Regions from separate parts of the Zea mays genome. Here region 2 is linked to region 1. Evidence: chromatin contacts called from public Hi-C data. All regions are on one chromosome and are shown on one strand. Each heading gives the region's core, a stretch centred on a gene start, on an enhancer-like site or on the middle of the called end of the contact. The rest is flanking DNA. Distances are from core to core; before and after follow the strand shown. Region 1 holds the start of LOC100381486. Region 2 holds the start of LOC100383283 (RNA-binding KH domain-containing protein).

What was found. Hi-C and Micro-C count contacts between places; a contact is called where the count stands out from the background.
Region 2: a Hi-C map of ear shows a contact between it and region 1, with 2.2 times the contacts expected there. The contact joins the promoter of LOC100383283 here to the promoter of LOC100381486 in region 1. A contact is called at or near these places in 8 of 25 Hi-C or Micro-C datasets (ear, endosperm, leaf and 2 more).

Annotation. Positions count from the first base shown.
Region 1 is chr6:8,182,957-8,187,899 of Zm-B73-REFERENCE-NAM-5.0, forward strand. LOC100381486 reads right to left here and starts at 3,422. Exons shown (of 22, transcript NM_001348674.1): 1 at 3,052-3,422; 2 at 2,598-2,698; 3 at 2,144-2,296; 4 at 1,841-1,996; 5 at 1,301-1,372; 6 at 1,082-1,225; 7 at 253-303. The coding sequence starts at 3,316.
Region 2 is chr6:8,322,468-8,327,197 of Zm-B73-REFERENCE-NAM-5.0, forward strand. It overlaps LOC100383283 (RNA-binding KH domain-containing protein), which reads right to left and starts at 3,376. Exons shown (of 9, transcript NM_001175943.1): 1 at 3,177-3,376; 2 at 2,491-2,775; 3 at 1,756-1,881; 4 at 1,573-1,618; 5 at 1,230-1,312; 6 at 189-266; 7 at 1-51. The coding sequence starts at 2,775.

The DNA of each region.
Region 1 (4,943 bases), core at 2,172-4,671:
TTTTTGGGTACAAAAGGTCAAATCATGCCAACTAATGGTATATTTAACAAAAATGTTGCTACCAGCCTGTCAGTAAGGGAATTAACTTCAGAATACAATTTGGGGTGGGGGGGATACTCTGAAACACGTAAAAATTATGTATACCTAAATCCTTTTCCTGGGGGCACATAATTCACAGAACACCCCAGCCTCACTTCCAAATTAAGACTACTTGATATGGAGAAACAAAACGTCACTATGCCTAGTAAATACCTGAGAGCAGTAATCATCCATTTCCTCTTCTTTTGTCTGACGCAACTCATCCTGGTACAGAATCAGATGGCAGTCATACATTAAACAAGAATTGATTGTAGAGTACATCTACAGTAAGATGGTGAAACCGTGAAAGGTAATTATTCTGATTCCAGATTCATACTTACAGGCTTTGATATGATCCAAGTTGACAAACCAAAAAATAGGAGTGCATTTCAAAATTTAAGACAGAAAATATAGAATTAAGCAGTTTTTTCTGGACTAGCTGATTTGTTTTGCTAATGTTTTTTCTTGCTGAATGAAAGATGCAAAACCACAGGTATGACAAAACTCGCAGGCAGCAAAATGCTAGGCTAGTGAGATGTGAGATAGTGACTTTCATCTCTGCATTACAGAAAATTCACTCTTGCTAACTGTATATAAATTCATCTCAGAGCACCAGATGACATTACATGTTAACAGGATATAAACAGTCATCATGATGCTGTTGACTCTGACTTTCATCTCTGCATTACAGAAAATTCACTCTTGCTAACTGTATATAAATTCATCTCAGAGCACCAGATGACATTACATGTTAACAGGATATAAACAGTCATCATGATGCTGTTGACTCTGAACCTGATCCTATAGCTAAATTGCAATCCAGAGAGATGTTAACATTTTAGGCTTACAAAATAAAGAACAAATTAGCAGCAAATAATGGACCAAATATCAAGATTTCAGTTTCCTTTTAGAATAAAAATAAATAAAAGTAAAGGATCAGCTTGCAAATTCTGGAAACACTGGATAGATAATGACACTAAAAAACAGCAACATGGTAGGTTACCTGTGAAGGCTTTGTACTTGCAGATTCAGAAGGAGAAAATCCGCGCCTTAATTTGATTGTGTTACTACCAAGCTTAGGACCCGTATCAAAGACAAGCCAAGCTTCCCAAGTATCATCCTCTCCAGTAAAAAGAGCATGCAAATCCTGCACAACTTTTTTTAGCTTAACTCCAAATTATCAAACTTCACTTTCTGAGAAAGCTTTATCAGCATTACATACCAGTGTACTTCCTTGGAGGTCAACCCTTGCTGCAAATAGGCCTGAAGGTTGAAATTTTCGACGATGCCAGACCTAGTTTTGACAACAATAGGGTGTTCAGCTGTTTTCTGAGCTAAAAAACAGAGAAGGTAGTATGAGTATAGGTACTAAACTAACAGTGCAAGATGACTAGGAAGAAATGTTCATGGCTTTATGCAGTGTAGGTAACATCCCGTCATATGTAGCTATTTCATTTTCCATCACAATCATGATGCCCACGGTTCAGAGGCTCAGAGTTATGTTCTCATCACAGTTTTGTTATCCCATGTAGCACAAATCAAGTACCCAAAGATTCTTTAAACAATTCAAGGTTAATGCTCAGCCCGTTGGATTAATTTTAAAATATTTAGATCTAGTGAGGCAAGCTTGGTTATCATTCCTAAAGCAAATGACTGTCGAAAAATCCTTAACAGTTATGGTGAATTGGCTGGCAATCCAGAAAATGCTTGCTGATGGTCTTGGCCAAATGTCACTAAAGAACACTCCACAAAAGGTTTGTACCTGACAATTATATGCTAACTCAAGTTGTTCAGAAACATCCTCTCGCAAGGGAATCCAATCAACACCACCTTTGCGAGCGAACCAGTGGCCTCTCAAGACACGCCTGTTTTCACCGTTCCAGTACACAGGGAAGCAATGCCGCCTCATCAAATCAACCTGCAGAACAGTAGGTTGTTGCGAAAAGACCAACTCACTAGATAGCATACTGAGAGTAATCAATGATAATGGGTAGAATGCTTCTCAATAATCCATACACGATTCATTCCGGTTATGATAGAGCGTACTAGAGAAGAGATTACAGACCTCATATAGTCCACCTTTCACAGGAACCCCAACCCGTTCTTCCTCCACCTTATAAAGATATGCAGAATCATCACTTTCAACCAAGGATCCTCTCGGTCCTGCACTGCATTCAGCATACTCACGCCACCAGTATGCAAGCAGCACTTCCTCCCTCTACAAACAGTAACCCAATAACATGAACTTTAACAAAGTTATTAACAACGGATGCAATCCTCCTCATACTGTATCAGATATGTTAAAAAAGTGAGCAAAACAAATCTACAATAACAAATGTGCCACTGCCAACATGGACTACTGTAGATAAACGCACAAAATTAAACAAAAAATCACCATGAAGAATCAAATACCCTACTATTTTATCAGTTTTCAGATAGATTGTACTTCAATGGTTGTAGAACTAATATTAAAGATGGTGTAGATTTCTAACTAAACATTTACGTGTTGAGATGGTAACCTCCAAGAAAGACGCCTCCAGTGCCAGAGAGTCCCTCTCGCTGAACCGGAAATAGTCTCCTTTCCCCACTATCTCTGTCCGCGGTACGGACGAAGAGAGCACTGCATCGACAATCGAATCAGTAAAACTTAGCCTGAAGCATCGACAATGTGGAGACCGATGAATTCACTACAAATCTCCAGTAATAGTAGGTGTGCTGAAACTGTCCACGCCATTCTCTGCTACTGTTCAATTATAATGCTTCTAATTTCTAACAAGGCAGACAGAGGTCACATGGGGCTAAAATTGCAGCCCCCAATTTGCAGGTTCCGGGACAGGTCCTTTTGAAACTCATACATGAGTTGTTAGCTCAAAATAGTAACTAGTTTTTGTCAAAGTGTCAAACACGCACAGCGCAGGCGACAGGGGGAGGGGGGAGGGGGGAGGAGAAGAGGATAGACGGGGGGTGGCGCACCTTTGTCGGCGAGGGGGAGATTGCAGAAGTACCAGCGGACGTCCTTGCCGTCGGAGGGGCTCTTGGTGTGCGCAAGGTATTTGCGCCGCGCCGCGCAGTGCCCGATCGCGTCCTCCAGCCGCGCGATGTTGGAGGGCGTGTTCCGCAGCGAGTCCGGCGACGCGCCCTCCGACTCCCCGGCGGTGCCCGCGGGTGCGCGGCTCGTCGACGCGTGCGTGTCCCCCGGGCCGCCCCGCGCCCCCCACCTCTCGTCCCGGCCTGCCATGTGCGCTGCTCCCGGTTCGGGATCGCCGGCGGCGAGTGGAAAGGGGAGGTGTGTGGAGTCGGAGACGGGGAAGAGAGAAGGGCAGCGGGGGGTGGGGGCGGCGAGGTGGGCCCCCACCATACGAAGGGTAAGGAAGGTGGAAGTCACGGAGTTATTTGAGATTGTAACATTCTCGTCGCGCGGCTTCGCCACTTTATTACTCCGCAGCTGCGCATCGCCATTTTGGTATTCTGGAGCTCACAGCCGCGCTATATTGGGACAGTTAATGCCCGGCGATCTGTTACCTTCCATTAGGTATGGTAAAAGTCAATTTTATCCCTGCTTTAACCACGTTGGCGCCACTCCGGAGCTCAAAGGACGAGGATCGCTTGAGGCGGCCAAGCCCAGGTCACGAGAGCTCATACTTCTCAGCGTTAGCTGCTGCATCTTCTCCCTTTGCGCAAGGGCCGAGAGCAACCTGGAGCTCATCGGAGACACCGGCTCAGGGACAACCGTGGCCCGAGGAGACAGCAAGCTCTGCTGCTCCTGGAACTGGTTCAGCATGGCGGCCTTACGCGTCGGCGAGAAAGCAGAGCCGCCCTGGTCTGCGCGGCGCCCGCCATCTCCGTCGAGAACAGATCGTCAAGATTGGACGGCACGAGCGTCTTTCCCCTTGCCGACCGCAGAGAGGCTGGCGACCCGACGGTTGTGAGCTGGAAGCGGCGGCGGGAAGGAGGACTAGGCCGGCGGCTGTGAGCTGCCGCCGATTCCCACCGGCCTCGACATGGGGGTCGTGGTCGCCGACAGCTAGGACGCCATGCTCGGCAACGCCGCTGCGGCGGCGCAGGACCAGACGTTCTCGAACTGGTTCATTGGGGCCGCCGGCGACTTGGATCAGTCAGGACCGCCGCTTCCCGTGCACCACCAGCCCGAACTCGGCTTCTGCCGCCGCCGCCGACGGGGCAAGGTCATGCCTTTCCACCACTAAATGGTCCTGCTCCATTCCAGCTCCAGCCTTCGCCGCCACTGCCCCACGGGGCGATGAAGAGGACGGCTGCGGAGGCGGCGCAGCAGCAGTTGCTGGACGAGCTGGCGGCGGCGGCAAAGGCCGCTGAAGCTGGCAATTCCATTGGCGTGCGAGCGATATTGGCGCGGCTCAATCACCAGCTTCCCCCGCTCGGGAAGCCGTTCCTCCGCTCCGCCTCCTACCTCAAGGAGGCCCTCCTCGCGCTCGCCGAAGGCCATCACGGCGGCTGCCATCATCGCGGCGTACAAGACTTTCTCTGACCACTCGCTCGTGCTCCAGTTCACCAACTTCACCGCAACGCAGGCACTTCTTGACGAAATTGGTGGCAGCACGTCGTCCTGTATCCATGTCATCGATTTTGATCTTGGCGTTGGAGGCCAGTGGGCTTCTTTCTTGCAGGAACTTGCGCGGGTCCCGCTGCCGCACGTTCTCGCCGGGGTGGATGAAGGGGCACTCCGTCCAGTCGTGGGAGTAGGCGCGCGAGCACGCGCGCACCTTGAAGGAGTACATACGGAAGTCGTTGGAGGCGTAGGCACCGTTCTTGATGTCGGGGAGGGAGGGATCCGGCGGCCACTCCTTGCGCCCTCCGAGGAGCTAGGAGACGGGATACCGCAGCCGGCG
Region 2 (4,730 bases), core at 2,126-4,625, 140 kb after region 1:
CTCTCCATTGATTTTCTTAGTCCCATACACTCGAATGACAGCACCAGTTTCCTGCCATGTGTGAATAAAGCCAACAGTTTAACAAAGAGATTGCTCTCAGGGATGTTTCGACTATATATATATATATATATATATATATATATATATATATATATATATATATATATATTTCCATGAATAAATCATACTTCATGTAGTCTCTTCTGGGTATTGCTCTCAGATCCTAGAAGAACTCCAATAATATTATTTCCTGGGTGTGCTTCTGCCTGCAATGGCCAACAGCATACAGTAAATGGCGTAGGCAGCCAGCTAGACCTTATGGGCCAGATCGGAAGTAGGGAAGGCTCATTAGTGTTAGGATTAGAGATTTAGGCCTTGTTCGTTTGTGTCGGATTGGTGGGTCGGAACGATTTCTAACCGGATTGCTTCTCTAATTTATATAAATTTTGATTAGCTGGAACGATTCCGGGTGCAATCTGACGTAAACGAACAAGGCCTTAGAGATAAGATTAGCCACCTTTATTAGAAGTCAAGTAAATCTCTCTATATATACAAAAGGGGAGTTGTATTAATTGTAAGCAAATTTTTACAAGGAGAGATCCTCATCTACCTCAGCCCCTGGGCCTTGAGATTGACCGCTGTCCCCAGCGTGCCCAATCCAAAGTGCTCGGTTTGGCATCCGTTCACCCTACCACCCACAATCACCGTTGTCCCCAGCGTGCCCAATCCAAAGTGCTCGGTTTGGCATCCGTTCACCCTACCACCCACAATCACAGCTGTCCCCAGCGTGCCCAATACAAAGTGCTCGGTTTGGCATCCGTTCACCCTACCACCCACAATCACCCAAATGACCAATGTTCTGCACGCCCCTCTAATCAGGGACATGATGATAACTTAAAAAGATCTACCAAATTTTAACAAAAGGCTAAATATTAATACCAAAATGAAGTATAACACAACATAGATAAAAAACAGATCGATCAACAATACAGCTATTGGAGACAACCCAAGCTGTGATGCATAATTCTAGTACATTCCAAGGAAAATTGAGATAAGCTCCTATTGGTGTAATTCGATTGTTCAAGTACAAGGAACTCTTGGAGTATCAGAAATATAGCAGCAAAAGAACAAAAAGGTCAACGAAATCTTTGCATACAAGTAAAACAATTAATTAATGGCAAAAGATCAAAACAAACAATAAGCAATGATGAGGTAGTGACCTTACATACCGGAACAGGGATTTTTGTCTCCCTAAGTACTGGTTTGTAGTTCTCAGGTGTCTTATATCCCGGATTCAAACGGAGTATTTCACCTACAGATAATATGCACCACAGTTAAGCCAACAGATTCCTTTGGAGACTAAATAAAGATATTTAACAAGGCCAACAGCAATTAACAAGAACTTCACATATTTATTTTCAAGCAACTACATGCATTGTCAAACAAGATACTACTCGATAAAGGAACCTCATGGCCCCATTAGCACCAAGATGCATTGACTCAGGCACATTTATTTCCACTTGAGTAAAAATGAAGCGCATGAATACAGGAGAAAAAGATAACTTCTCTGACCGATAAGCTCTCGTCTTTCAAGTTCCAATAGTTCAACATTTCCCAGCTGCAAAAAGAGTAAAAAAATGATAAGCAAATGGGAGCATATAACCATTTTATCTTGATACACTATGGGCTCGCATCCAAACAAAATTGCTGAGTGTAGACCATATGTACTGGTGACAGCATTCAAATCAGGAATACCTCGTTCTCTTTCAAGATGTCAGGACCAATAGAATTCAATTCATTTCCAGCAGACACTGAACCATCAATTTCGGACGTGTCCAAAGCTCCAGACTTCAGCTGCTTGGAAATTTGCTCCACTCGAGTCTGCTCATGAAGTAATATGAATTAATGACACCTGGCAATTGAAGCATCGTACATGAGAGAATCGCAAGAAAAAGCCATTTTCTGTCCAGTCAGTGAGGAGGCTGGGCGTATCCTCTCAATAAAAGTAAATAATGATACATTTTGGTCTAGCCTCCAAAGTAATGCTCACTCAATGGTGAGTTTTTTCAGCATTTCCTGTTCTAACCAACGGAACTGAAGTACACAGCAAGTTCTAAATTTCTAAAGCGGCTACAAAATGCATGCATACTATTCCTGGTTAAGTTTTGAATGTAGATTGACACAGGTACCAGGCTACCAAGAGAAAGAAACATTTTAAGAAAAGACACCCAAGTTAGACATCCTTTTTACTGGAAGTAATATGGAATTATTTAAAACTGTGGCGGCTATTTCCAAGGATTATTTTTACTGAGAAAAGGTACCTTAATGTAACTAGTACTAGTAGGTACAAGTTGAACCAAACATATTGCATCAATCAAAATGCAAAAGATGGTGGTAGTGCATAGAACAATTGATGCAAAGAGATAGAGCAGGCTAGAAGCATAAACCCATGGAGGCGAAAGAGAAGAGTGATAAGTGATAGTACGATACCTGGTAGGCCAAAGCCCTTCCTTTGCACACGACAGGGTCCAAAGCAAGGTCAGGCCCCCACTTTGTCTTTCTGTGAACATGCCTGCTGCTATCTTCGTTGGATGCAGTTGGTGTTTCATTCTTGTCACTGGTGCTCCGGATTACGAGTGAGCCGGCCAGCTTGTTCTTAGGTATGATGAATCCAGCTTTTGCCCCAAACATTGAGATCTTGGGGGTCAAAGACGATGGTGCTGCGAATTTTGCTGGGCGATGCTCCGCAGAAGATTGCTCAAGTTTTGTAGTCATCTGCAATAGCCAATAGGGAGGAGCCAGTGAACGGCATGAGTGTAAACATGTACAACCTTTTTTTTGGCAAAATAAGTGAAGTTAGTGGGCATTATACACAAATAATCGAAGTTAGTTGGCATAATACATATACACACTTGTAATTAGATCAGATAGGAATACAAGGTTTGGCCCCAATTGGATTGTTCAGAAACGAGAAAAATGATATAATATTGCTGGTACAGGATATATATAGGAACTAAAATATACAGTTCATGTCTTGTAAATATGCGTCAGTTCAACTTGTCATCGGTTAAAACGAACAACAAAATACAGTGCCAGGGTGCGATTCTAGACAATCCTTGACCCTGCCCACCAAACAGAGCTCGAGATCTCTTGATTCACTGGTACAGAATTCAAACCTTGTGAATAGTGGTTGGGGATTGGAGCTCGCCTTCGGAAGACCTGAGGACGATGCAGCCAGCAGGAAGCGGGGGTAGGCGGCGCGGTGTAGCTGTTACGGATACGAGGCGCGAGCCGCGACGGCGGGGGCTCCTGGGGGCGCGAGCCGCGGCAGCAGCGGGCTGCTGGGGGCGGCGTGGTCGACTAGGGCGTGGATGCGGCAACACCGCAACAGTCACCGCTGCTGGGACTCCCTCACCCAGTCACCCCCCACCCCCACCCCACTCAAAGAAAATTACTGCAGCTGGTATTCCCTTCATTAAAAAAAAAGGAAAACTGCTTGTGCTGGGCCGGTCGTGGCTATTTTAGTGGGCTAAACTGATCTCTACACTTTATGGAACACCGTTTATCGAATGTCATCACACAGATATAATATATTTTTTATCAGTCTAATCTAACACATGTTTGAGGATATAATATTATATTTGCAGTATAGATTCGAAGGAGAAAAACAAGACTACAGCGATCCACCAACGAAAAACTTTGGTCCATATTAAAGTTTTTTAACCTAAAAAATACTGTGATATTGGTAAAACTATAATTTAAAATACAGAGTTTCTATATATTCTCCCAAACCCCTTCTAGCTTAAAATATTATTATCTTGAAACTAAAAAATATCATGTTCTCAAATGGGTCCTTGATTTGGAGAGCTGTGGCTATGGTAGGGCAGAATCTTTGTACCTTGGCTCGGAGTGGTTTTGAAGGTGTCCTGTTCCTATTTTTAGTTATTCATAAATTGCCAAATGTTTGATAAGGTTTTTAAACAATAGAAAATGTTTTTGCACTTTAAAAATTTTCAAAAAAAAGATCTGGAGATAGATTGGGCTACACCAAATACAAATAAAAACACCTTCAAAACCACTCCAAACCAAGACAATAATGTAATTTGAATGAATTTAGAGGTTAAGGAAGGTAAAATGTCTATTTTAGAGTTTAAGAGGAAAAATAGACCATGCCAATTGCCAAGTTTAGGGATAGTTTAGAAACTTAAATTCCTCTGGGATTCCCAGTGATTGAGTGGAAAACTTGCTCATTTTTTCACTCAGTCACCGGAAATCTAAGAGGATATTTAAGTTTCCAAAGAACACAGTTTTTTTCCAACTTAAATCCCACCACTAATCTGATTCAGAGCCCAAGTATGTAGACTCATGAATATAAAAAAAGTGTACCCAAAGCCTATGAACAAGAAATCCACAATGCAGAGAATCGTATACCTGTTGGACTGGTTTGGTGACAAAGGAATTGAAGGGGGTCCATGTGAAGGAAATTGAATAGTAAAGGATTTCCTGCCCATAGATCCCCTCGCATCCTCTTCAATTCATTTGTCATCAAACCAATGCGTCCTCACATCCTCTCCAATTCATTTGTCACCAAACAAATACACTGTGTTAATCATTCTTTTGTAAGAATCAGACTTCGTCGTGAAAAAAAAATAAAGCAATCGTTCAAGGTAGATCTGACCTCTTGATTGAATTTTGTTGAATTGATTTTATCTCGCTTTCAGTCAAACGCG